2 separate regions of the Hordeum vulgare genome follow, and region 1 is linked to region 2. The links are chromatin contacts, called in public Hi-C maps. All regions are on one chromosome and are shown on one strand. The core of a region is the stretch at or near the end of the contact, and the rest is flanking DNA. Distances in the headings are between cores, read along the strand shown. Region 1 has its middle 38 kb from the start of LOC123403522. Region 2 has its middle 33 kb from the start of LOC123404195.

The links. Hi-C and Micro-C count contacts between places; a contact is called where the count stands out from the background.
Region 1: a contact with region 2 is called in a Hi-C map of seedling, with 2.8 times the contacts expected there. The contact joins two enhancer-like sites. A contact is called at or near these places in 2 of 6 Hi-C or Micro-C datasets (leaf and seedling).

The regions. Positions count from the first base shown.
Region 1 is chr6H:448,069,473-448,075,736 of MorexV3_pseudomolecules_assembly, reverse strand. No RefSeq gene overlaps it. Among protein-coding and RNA genes, the nearest start is that of LOC123403522, 38 kb to the left of the region's middle. Within about 2 kb of position 3,951, at least 3 of the 3 cell types and tissues checked have open chromatin away from gene starts, as enhancers often do. A contact at or near this core is called in leaf and seedling, where this site is marked.
Region 2 is chr6H:447,938,910-447,944,892 of MorexV3_pseudomolecules_assembly, reverse strand. No RefSeq gene overlaps it. Among protein-coding and RNA genes, the nearest start is that of LOC123404195, 33 kb to the right of the region's middle. Within about 2 kb of position 1,907, at least 3 of the 3 cell types and tissues checked have open chromatin away from gene starts, as enhancers often do. A contact at or near this core is called in leaf and seedling, where this site is marked.

The sequences.
Region 1 (6,264 bases), core at 2,702-5,201, 130 kb before region 2:
CCATCGATGTTGGATGGCTCCTTTCTTACTTTCCCCCCCTCTTTTTTCCTTCCATTTAGCTTCTCTTGGTGGAGTCATGCTCATCAAAGGAACGAACCTAAGCATCCATTAGGTGTAGCTCGCTGTTTTTCACTAGTACTATAATGATCCTAGATAGTGTTTATAGGGACCTAACTATAATGGAGAAGATACCGTTCCCACTTTCGCACTGGCTGTGTGCAACCTCTGAAACCATTGCTTGTGGCTTTCCTCATCAGTACTCCCATCTTTATTCCCGCCTTCTCTTATCTTGCAACTCTTCCTCTCTTTATGTTTCTTGGTTGGCATCTAGCACGGGTGATAGAGATCTGAGGGAGGGAATCCTGAATTCCTGATGCAGCCCATGCTTCTGCTTTAAGATAAACAGGGCAATGATGCATCTTACCTTACTAAACTAATTAACATGAAGATTTTTCAAGTGATGGATGCACTAATATTGAAATATCCGGATTTTCCAAGATATACTTCATTGAGTTATGTTGACGTACAAGTATAGAAATGGAGAGAAAAAAGGTACAATAGGGCAAATTCATAACAACAAAATGATACTTAAATGATTATGAACAAGGTTCACAATTGATAATGTTGTCACAGATTACCAAATTGATCTCCAAGCTAAAGTAGATATTGGTAGACCTCGTGATAACTTTTCTTTTTTGCTGCAAAGACCGTGTCTGCCGTGGCATAATTCATTGATCGGTCCATATAGATTTGGTATTACATGTCGTGATAACCCTATGAGTACATTATATACTTGTGGGGTAATATTTGATCAATTCAACTTCAATGTTTTATTACAACAGAACATCTAATTTGTTGGCAACATGCAAAGTTTCCTTTCGGCATTGCAAACTCACATAAGGTGCCCTGAGTCTTTGACGTAACATTTCTAGCTTTGTGCTCCATATAATTGGCATGCACGCATGAGGCATGATTATTTTTAGTATCCTGTGCAGCCATGTGCGTGTGTGTGCAACTAACAGTCTAATAGCCATCAAATGTGTTAGGTTCTACTTCTTGGCATCTAAACTAGACAAGAGGCGGGCAATAGGGTTCTACTTTCCTCGACGCAAATGACGGTGGGATTAGGATGTATTGTCTGCCGAAGGAGGTAGTGCATATGAACCATAATCAGCATGACAGTGGCAAGATGATTTTCTGGCTGGCATCTTGTGAAGCTTCTTTAATAGGTGGACAACACAAAATTGATGGATTGATCTTGCGGGTTTTTTAATGTGGGGGGGAACCTGATTAGGATGCCATCATTTGAACAACTAAGCCTGATGTTTCTCTTGGCTTTCATTTGTATAGAAGAAATGACAATGATGCTTGTTTAGACGAGTTATATTCAAAACAAATAGCATGATAGTAGGTTCCATTCAAAACAATTTTCCAGAGTAGCTGGCATCTTGTGAAGCTTTCTTATAAGTACGCGGAGAACACAGCAATTACTTGTTTCTTTTTGTTTTTCTTTGCATGTGGGGGGAAACATGATTAGGATGCCAACATTTGACCAACTAAGCGCCATCTTTCTCCTTCTCCTGGTTTGTAGAAAAATTAGCATCATGGTCCGCACAGCATATTTGCACAGTGAGGATGCATGACAGCGTAGATGGCGATCGACTAATTGCCCCCCCCTATTTGGATACTAGCCCTAGTATGATTCCAAGCACAGTTTCTGTGGCGCCCTGGCTTAAGCGAATTATTGGATGCCACTGCTATGAGAAGAGAAACAACATGTATTCGTCATACGCCCGGTGGGAAACAGAAGTGAAGACCCGGTGGATAAACAGCGTCGCTTCTTGTGAAGCTGTGATCGCCATCAAGTGGGTTGGCGAGGAGTCAGGACTACACTAGAGAGGAGGGGCTGGCCTGCGTGCCTGCCTCTGTGCGTGCTTGGCAAAGTGCAAACCAATCAATTCCCGTCTACACCGGCGACCCCTTTCAATCTTTTCCTTTCTCCTCCTCCCTCCCTCCCCGGAGAGAGAGAGAGAGAGAGAGAGACCATAGCCCAGCTAGCGTCCTTGTCCCATGCATTTTCCCGCGTCAGTGGGTGTGATGCCGGGCTGGCCTCGCCTCGATCTTGGCTCCCATGAGATGAGAGCGCACGGCATGGCATGGCATGGCAGCAAAAGAGACAGTGCAGCGCTGGTGTGGACTAGATGGGCAAGCAAGCAGTGCAGTGCAGTGCACAGCGCCGGGCCGACCCCCGTCCTCTTTTTCGTTTGGAAGGGCATGCATGCCAGGGGGCACACGTTAGTTGACAATAATATCGGTCCATCACAGTTTTAGGTGTCTGACTCGCCGCTGGATCCATCCATCCATCGACGGGCGGCCTCACCGGTTGGGAGGTAGGAGTGAGCCAGCGAGTGAGTAATGGTGGCCGCTGCTGCCTGCTGCCTGCTGCCTGCTGGTGGTGTCACGTACTACCGGACGGTAGTAGTAGTCATAGCAGCAGCAGCAGCAACAGCAGTACTGCAAACAAATCTGAGGGTCAGAGCCCCCCATGCATGCATATGCTAGTAGTGACATGGCCGGCGTAGGCAAAGGGCCGGCCGACGATGCACATGCCGATGCGCGCTGTCAATCGGCCAGGTACCCACCCGTCCACTCCTTGCTTGCCGCTTTTGCTCGCGCCTAGCTAGCCTGCCTGCAGCTGCTCGCTTTGATTAATACACTAGTAGCTAATAGCTAAAGGCGATCGATCTAGACTTGGTGCCCGCTTAACTACTTGCATGATCTTGGGTCACGCAAAGGCTCTCTCTCTCTCTCTCTCTCAGGCCTCCACTAGACAGCAACAGCAAGCAATGCAGGCAGGCCAGAGGCCACTCGCTCGCTTATAGGAGAACCGTTTGACAGTTCAGGTTTCTTAAAAACTGCAGGCGTACAAGAGGACAGAGGCACCGTGGCGTGTAGTGGGAAGGAGAGGGAGGGAAACGGGCCGGGCGGGGAGCAAGATTGGCGGGACAGTGGGAGCTGTTGAGGCCAGAGAAGACGGGTGGTGGCCTTGGGTTCGCTCGCTCGCTCGCTCACATGACAAGGATCAGAGGTGGGTTCAGACTTGAGAGGAGTGCGATAATATAAAGGCAGCAGGGCATGTGAGGGCGATTGGGGACGTGCGTCTGGTGCTCCTCCTGAAAACACTCATCAGTCTAGCCAGCCTCCCGTAACATCACTTACCACTACTATAATTAAAAGTCCAAGCACCTAGCTGTCCGTACTCCTCTGAGATGGTTGGTTATCCAACCAAGAAGAGCAGAGCAGAGCAGGATACGAAACGAAACGAAACGAAACGAAAGAATGGTTGGAAGGCAAGGAAAAGGACGGAGACAAGGATGCTAAATGGGAGCAACAGGGGAGGGGAGGGGAGGGGAGTGGGTGGCCATATGGCATGGAGAAGTGTGAGCTTGGGGCCAAAGGAAAGGCTCTGACAAGGCCCATATGCTTCGGTTTGAGCACCACATTAAGTAGATGGAAAGAAAGACAGCCGTGGTGATGGCCATGATTCCTGAGAAGTTGCCAAAGGAAAGCGCATTAGTCTGCTGCAAGAAACGGAGCTTGTTTGCGCACTTTGCCTGCCCCGGCCCGCCCGCCTAATCAAATCGTGGCTTGGAATCTCTTCTCTCGTTGCAATTAAAAGCTGGTGCACTGTCAAAGCAGCGTGCAGTTCAGGCAGATGCATCATGGGCACTTGCGCACCATGGGCTGGGCAGTGGTTGAAGTATATTTTTCTCGATACATTTCTTGTGCAGTCCCCCTCGTTATTGTTTGTTATTAGGCTCCCTGTTAGCAGTAGCGTGCTCGGCCGTGGATTCCCCATTCTTGTAAAATTCTCAGCAATAATGCCTGCCTGACTGCTTGTTTGGTTGGTTGGGTGGAGCGGAGTGATCTCTGAAAGCAGCAGCACTGCGTGCGTGACGCTGCTGCAGGCACGGACTGGAGGGAGGCCCTTTGGTACCAGCCTGCCAATCTGAAGCAAGCAAGGAGGGGGGCATATAATTTAGGTGTGGTTGCACCGTCTCTTGATTGGCATCGCATCGCATCGCACCTCCCTCTCCTCTACTCTATGCCGAGGCTGCTCCCCCACTTTGTTCAGATCTCTTTGGTCTCTTCTTTCCTTAAAGCACGGGGAAATAAATACACGCCGCATGCATGCATGCATGCATGGGGGGTGGTGGGGTTGGATTGGAGCACTGTCACGCGAATTTGGTTCTCTCCCACCTCACCTCACCTCACCTCACCTCCTCTGCCTTTGTTTGTTCGATTCATTGACAAATCTTACCATGCACCATCAGTCCCCTGTTCCTGCGATTTGGTTGCGCATTGCTTTCGTTTCATCTTTTTGTTTGGTAATTTATGGTTGTCACGTGAAGCTTGCCTGTCCCCGTTGCCTGTTCAGGGTCCCCTACAGAAAAAAAAAACTGTGTTAATTACCTCTTGGATCTCTTCGATGGTGACGTGGAATTCTCGTTGTTGATTTGATCTAAAAGGATTAACATGCCTATCGGATCTAACAATATTAACAAAAGAAAAAAGAAAGATACAAGCATAACGTTAAGTTAAGAGGCCCACAGAACAACGTGTGTTAGCCTCGATCTAACTAATGGGCTCTTACCGGGGGCATCCAAAACCAACTCACATTTGGGTCCCCTCTCGCGAGCGCTACATATAAAGAAAGGGGAGTTTCGGCCTTGGGCGATCGACCAGTTCACGCCCAACTCTTAACTCCCCAATATTCCATCGACCCTATTCGATCAAGGAAAGCGTTGCACGACGGAAAGACATGGCCATGTCGCCGCCGCCGTCCGTGGACAGTGTCGGTGCCGCCATGAAGGAATCAAGATCTCAAGGAGGCTGTCGTCTTCGAACACTTCATCCTGCCACATTGCGTGCAACGAGTAGACGATCATGTCAACATCAGTGGGTTGTAATCATCTATAAACTCATCTCTATTCATGTTTTAGTGGTCCAGATGCAATTTGTTTCATGTTAATGGCATCTTGGTGATGCAATTATTTCAACAATGGTATCAGAGCCGGGTTATAATTGCAATAGATCCCTACATCATGATCAGCACATCAATTTCATGCTTATAGAATCAGTAGATCAAGTTTGATGCTGCTATTTTTTTGTTGTTGAGTCAATTGCCCACTGTTAACGATGTTTGTATTTTAATTTTGCTATGATCTCTATGGATCAATACCGCTACCCATGTTCATGAATTTTTAATTAACCCAAGTTAAAGTTTTATGCTCACATTTATGTCTCGATTTATTAGAAATCAATCATGTTTAAGATCTATCCCATTTTATGCTTAGCAAATTAGAAGGCAGAGGGATACTTCATCCAAAATCAGTATAAATCATCATGTTTTTTCAAATCCTAGAAAAATACCTAATTTGTAAGAACCCTAATTCTGAAATTAGGTTAGATTTTCCCCCAAATCAAGCACTTATGAACACTATTTGGGGAGATTGAGGAAAGGATCCTCACCTCATGTGTTGTGTCGCCGCCTTTTCCCCTTGGGCCCCGCGTAGCACCCACCGCTGGGGGAGGGCGAGGATGCCGCAACGCTATCGAATCCCACCAGAGCGAGGCGCGAAATGTTTCTACGCTATCGTCGCCGCTTGAAAGGACGGTCGACGCCGCGCGAGTCGTCGTAGCTCCTCATGTCGCGGTGGCTGGCTTCCCTCCTCCCTCCCTGAAGCACAATGTACATGTTATTATTTTGGATAAAATTGAACCAACGAGATTTTTTTATTTTGAATTTATAATGTGTATTTTTGCATGATGAATATGTTTTAAAGATAAAAAATAATGATGCAATTTTTAACGTTGATGTTTAAATTCAAAACTAAATGACTCTAATATTAATTGAGACCAACGTTGTTTTATTATTATGAGTCATCCCTTATGACATTTTAATTCCATGTTTTTTCTGCCAAACGGTGATTTGACATGGAATTGAAAATAAATCTTGGGCATGTTTGTTTATTTACCAACATAAATTTATAATCATGGAAGTTTATTTATGATTTTTATGATAATTTCAGCTTCCTCTCCATTCCGGTAGAACACATTGAACCACTTACGGGGAGTAACTTCCCACATTGGAAGTCCCAACTCGAATTATGTTTGGGTTGTAATGAACTTGATTTTGCCTTGAGGGAAGAAAAACATGTAGCACCAACTACTAATGTTACATGTGAAAAGGATCGAGATGGA
Region 2 (5,983 bases), core at 658-3,157:
CACCACTCTGTCGTCGTTGTCCTCGCCGGAGGATGATGTCGCTCCTCCATGCCTTTCACTGGGCCACGAGTCTACGCGCCGCCATGCCAGCCCCTTCCCCACCACCGGCGCCACCCCTCTCCCCCACCGCAACGCCCCCTCCCTGCGGCGAGCCCCACGGCCAGAGCCAGCTCGCGGCCACCCCCTCCCTCCCTGCGGCGAGCCCTCCCGCCTCAGCCAGCCCGCGGCCACCCTCCTTCCCCACCACCGGCGCCACCCCTCTCCCCCACCGCAACGCCCCCTCCCTGCGGCGAGCCCCACGGCCAGAGCCAGCTCGCGGCCACCCCCTCCCTCCCTGCGGCGAGCCCTCCCGCCTCAGCCAGCCCGCGGCCACCCTCCTTCCCCAACACCGACGCCACCCCTCTCCCCCACCGTGGCGCCCCTCCCCGCGGCGAGCCACCTGCTAGAGCCATCCCGCGGCCACCCCCTCCGTCCCCGTGGCGAGCCCCCCGCCACAGCCAGCCCGCGGCCACCTCCTCCCTCCCCGCGCCGAGCCATCCCGCGGCCACCCCCTCCCTCCCTCCCCCCCGTTACATAATTAAGCTCAATTTTTACTCGAAATAATTAAGCCCAATTCAGCCTACCAAACAACATCTGTCATGTATAGCATCTCTGGTGCATCCGTATCATGCAATCAACCAAACACTCATCTCACCCCATCCCTGCATCCACTCAAACAGGCCAGGCTCACCCAGGATGCCCCATACGATGCAGGCTAGAGCCACCCAGGCAACCAAACACGCCTTATGTGGATGGATTGACGACAACAGCGGTATTAGATATGTGGAGCGAGAGCACTCCACATTATCGAGTTTGTAGGTGTGGGTCGTGGCTTTGGGTGGATTGATATATATTTTTGTTAGACTTTTATAAAATAATTAATAAAGATGGCTGCATGCATCGATTAATGCAGATGCCGGGGGTTTAACCTCCTTTTCAAAAAAAAAAAACTCATGTCATGTGCCAATCGACTGCACCTGTGATAGTGTAACACTAAACACTTTGCTTTGATTCCGAAGAAAAACGATGAGCATCCGGTGGGGTGGTAGCTGGACGATGTGATCCGTAGTAGTAGCAGCAGCGTTTGTGTGTGCGTGCGTGCCTCGATGATGATTGCCGAATATTATTGCTATCGTGTAGTAACACTTTCGGCTAGAGTGCCCTGGCTACCTTCGTGCCGAATACTACTCCTTTTCGTGGTCACGCCGATCAGAGACAGACGGCGATCTGCGCGCTGTGCTGACCGGCCGATCGCTACAGCTGCAGAAATTCGTGCGTGCAAGCGCCGTGTCTGAATTTCGAGACGGTGGCAACGACCCTATTATGGTTGAGGCATCCAACTCAGTTCCCGGCTGAAACTGCTAGCTCGCTACGTTATAGTATACGATACGCCTGCCATTTGATTAAGCCGACGAGCGACCATGAAGAATTATACTATAGTACTACTAAGCAATTAGCGCAGCCTGACGACACCAGCCTGTCCTCTTTTCTTTTCACAAAACACACGATCTAGGAGTAGATGGAGGCTTGAAAAGTCATTAGGGTTTGCCATTAGGGTTAGATGGAGGCTTGAAAAGTATTAGTCGTAGTAGTAACAGAACCCTACGCATCTTGCTGTGTCTTCAATTTCCTTGTCTGCTACGTAGGCTCGATGCTCCAGGCAGGAGTGCAAACCAACGCAAGGCTGTGTGCGGATTCTCTTCTGGAAACGCAAGCTACGGGACGGCGAAAACGATCTCTGCCGCAAGCAGACGAGAAACGAGGCCATCAAGGCTCATACCGCGGCTCAAGGCGCCTACGTACGTGGCCGAGAAGGAGAAGGAGAAGCGTGCGGGGAGGGGTCAAAGGAGGGTGGGTGCACGCACGCACGTGGTCTGGACCGTCCGATCGCCTAGCCCATCTACTACTAGATCTGAGCCAGCAGTATAGTATAGTAAGAGGCTAGGCAGAGCATCATCTGTTTTCTTGCGTGGGTGCGCATGATCGATCAAATGGATGCGATCATCGGGCCACTGCACGCCCCAGGCCAGCCCAGACCGCCACTAGCTGTGCCTGTCCTATGCCCGTGCATCATGGCGCGCTGCTGGCTTTGCCATGTGTGTCGCATTACACATGAGACACCGAGCACGCCAGCAATGCCATATTTTAGTTAAACCCTCGGGTTCAAAGTTAGGGGTAGAGTGTGCGGTGCGTGTATTTATAAGAATAAATGTATGCTCATATGTATGAGCGACTTTAATTACATTGTATTTTTAGAAAAATGATTATACCGCATCTCATTAAAAAAAAGGAAAAATAAGTTAACTTATCTTCTTGTTGGATAAAAATTGCAGTAGAGCTAGCCGACAATGGTAACTTTTTTTTAAAACGGAGTTAAAAGATTTGTCACATCTCATTAATTAAGGCCTTGTTTGAAACCACTTAAATTATATAATCCAGTTTTTATAATTTATTATGTCTTCAAACATGATAGATTATATTGTAGTTTATAAAAACTAGATGATCAGATTATTAAAAACTCATAATCTACTCTACCTCAGCTAAAATCAGATTATTAAAAACTTGGAGATAATTACCTACTACCACCGCCACCGTCCTTCAAACATGCCCACCTAGATTATTATCTTTGCAGCTAAAAAACAGAGAACAAACATGTCATTGTACAATATAAATCTGGATTACAGTTTATATAATCTGGTCTCCAAACATGCTCACCTATATTATTTTTATAATTCGGATTATATAATATATCTTCATAATTCAGAATATTATAATCTATTGTGGTTTCAAACAGAGCCTAAGCAATGAAGAGTACGGATGGTAATTTTCTTGTTCGGTGGTCCTGAAAGGAACTTTATCGAGGAAAATGACAATTGATAAAGATATGATTCTCGCCAATAAAAATCGGTGGCGTATATATAAATTTGGCCCAAGGGACCAGAAATCTCCAGAAAAAATATCATGCATGATTGCTTAGTATTGTACACGTCCTCCCTCTTGTACAAAGATTAGAAATACCATATCCACCCCACCAGACGTGCAGCGGTTCTTTGAACCGGACAAAGAGTACATGATTTTGGCCATACTTGTAAACAGCTCTATCAAGTGAGGTGCCGCTGCTCACGTCAACTCTGAAGAAGTTGTAACAATATTCCCCATTGCGAGCTCGCAATACGATCGGTGTCATGCTGGGGTGTATGATGTGGTAGCCCGTATTCAAGCCAGCGCCATCCGAATGTCAATGCAGTTAAATACAGTATTATACTACCATTGGAGCGTAACACCCTTTTGTTCTCTTCTGAAAGCGTCTTGGCAGTTATGCCGGTCATGATCTAGAAATACGTAGTATAGAATCTTCGTGTTTTGACCCTCTCAAAGAAGTTTTTCAACATCTGATCCTGATTCGAAAAAAAATCAACATTTGACCCTTTTCTTACCATCAAGATGGTCGGCGGTAGGGTTACCTAGCATACCGTCACGGCCTCCGTTTACTTAACGACCCTGACGTTGACTTGGCACACACCTACCGCGAGAGCATGAGGCGGTAGGCTGTGATAACCTACCGCCAGTGCCCTAGGCGGTAGTGTGTGCATACGTAGTTTTGCGTACTCTAACGTGGAATCACTTTTTTTGGTAGGTTGCGCATCCTACCGCCACAGACTCCGGCGGTAGGCTGTGGCAACCTACCGTCATGTCCTCCGGCGGTAGGGTCTCATCATATTGCATTTTTTGCACACAACTTTTTTTGTCTTATTTTTTTTGCCACAACAGTATTATAGACTTAAAAACATAAAATATGTAGATCAACATAATATAACATGTATCACACCTCGATACGAATAATAGTTCAACTAACATAGCACACAACCAAATAGTAGCAAATAGTTTCACATGGCAAATAGTTCAATAAATATCAAATAGTTTCACGAAACCAACATAAATAGTTTAAATAGTTCAACGGCACCAACTTCACTTGCTCATTCCCCTCTTGGAGGTACTTTCCTCGTTGTTCTTTGAATGAGTCTCACCCACCTTCTCCTTGCGGAAACGATGACGCGGTTTCTGGAACGGGGATGGACTTGCCCAATCCTTCATCAGCTGCTTCCCCCTCTTCTTGTCCTGGATGGTCTTGTCTTGGATGGTGTGGGTTGGTGGAGGTCCATCATCGTCGTCGTACTCCTCCTCCTCATCGATGTGTTCCTGTTCTTCTTCTCCTCGCTCCTCGTCATCTTCTTCACCTTCACTTTCTTCCTCATCATCCTCCTCCTCGTACTCCTCCTCGTCCTCCCCAACCACCCTAGATGACGAGGCACCATGGCTCAATGAAGCGAGATGCATCGGGGCCGCAGGAGCATAAGCATCAGTAGAGGTAGTGCATCCAAGGAGGCCCGCCAACTTGCGACATTTGTTGACGAATTTATGCAATTAGAATGAAACAAGAACATAATATGGATCAAGTCAAGTTTATGGTTACAAAAGAAAATGAACACAAGAAGGAATGTAATTGTAGGAGGATCGGTGTTACCTTCATCGTTTCCCTCAACTTCTTCTCACTAACTCGAGTCCCATTGATAGAACTTAGTGCACCCGAGCCTTCAAAAATGCTTGTGTTCAACTCCGAAGACTGCAAATGAATAAATGAGTCACATTCACTAAAGTAGATATCATTAAACGGTAGGTTGAAAACACATGAACACAACTTACTATCTGTTGATGAGGGGTGCATACTCCCTAAATCCGCCTTGTAGCTCTGTGATGCTGTCATGGCAGGCTTCATACTCAAAGCCGTCATTGTATAGTTTTTCGGCATTCGCTATTGCCTACTAGGGCTTTAGCCGCAGGTGATGTTTGATGCCATCGTCGTACCACCGTAGGTGATTCTCGTAGTCATCCTACTCGAGAACTTTCCTATCTGTATCTTTGTGAGTTTTCCATTCGTTCCATTCCCGCACGTATTGGCCATGTGTCTCTCCCTAGTTCGTGACCGATTTATTTTTTTCCTCCTAATCTGCAAGGCATAAGAAATAATATAAAACATCATAAGTAAGAATGTAAAACATCAAAACAAAACCCAAAAATAGAGAACACTCCACTCACAGGTGTAGGTCGCAGCCACCGGTGTCGGTTTGATGGCTCGGTGGGGTACATTGTGCCCTACCAAATTGTGCAGCAATGCGATGTGGCAAGTGGTACTCGACGACATAGACACAAATCATGAGCACGATGCACCGCCGGAGAAGCATGTCATGCCAACACGTCACGTTCAGCTCAAAACCCCACTCTCGTGCATCATACGACCACCAATTAACCTAGTACAAAAAGGTTGGTAATGTTGGAAATATGCACTAGAGGCAATAATAAATTAGTTATTATTATATTTCTTAGTTCATGATAATCGTTTATTATCCATGCTATAATTGTATTGATTGGAAACACAATACTTGTGTGGATACATAGACAAAACATTGTCCCTAGTAAGCCTCTAGTTGACTAGCTCGTTGATCAAAGATGGCCAAGGTTTCCTGGCCATAGGCAAGTGTTGTTACTTGATAACGGGATCACATCATTAGGAGAATCATGTGATGGACTAGACCCAAACTAATAGACGTAGCATGTTGATCGTGTCATTTTATTGCTACTGTTTTCTGCGTGTCAAGTTTTTGTTCCTATGACCATGAGATCATATAATTCACTAACACCGGAGGAATACTTTATGTGTATCAAACGTCACAACGTAACTGGGTGACTATAAAGATGCTCTACAGGTATCTCCGAAGGTGTTCGTTGAGTTAGTATGGATCAAGACTGGGATTTGTCACTCCGTGTGACGGAGAGGTATCTCGGGGCCCACTCGGTAATACAACATCACACACAAGCCTTGCAAGCAATGTGACTTAGTGTAAGTTACGGGATCTTGTATTACGGAACGAGTAAAGAGACTTGC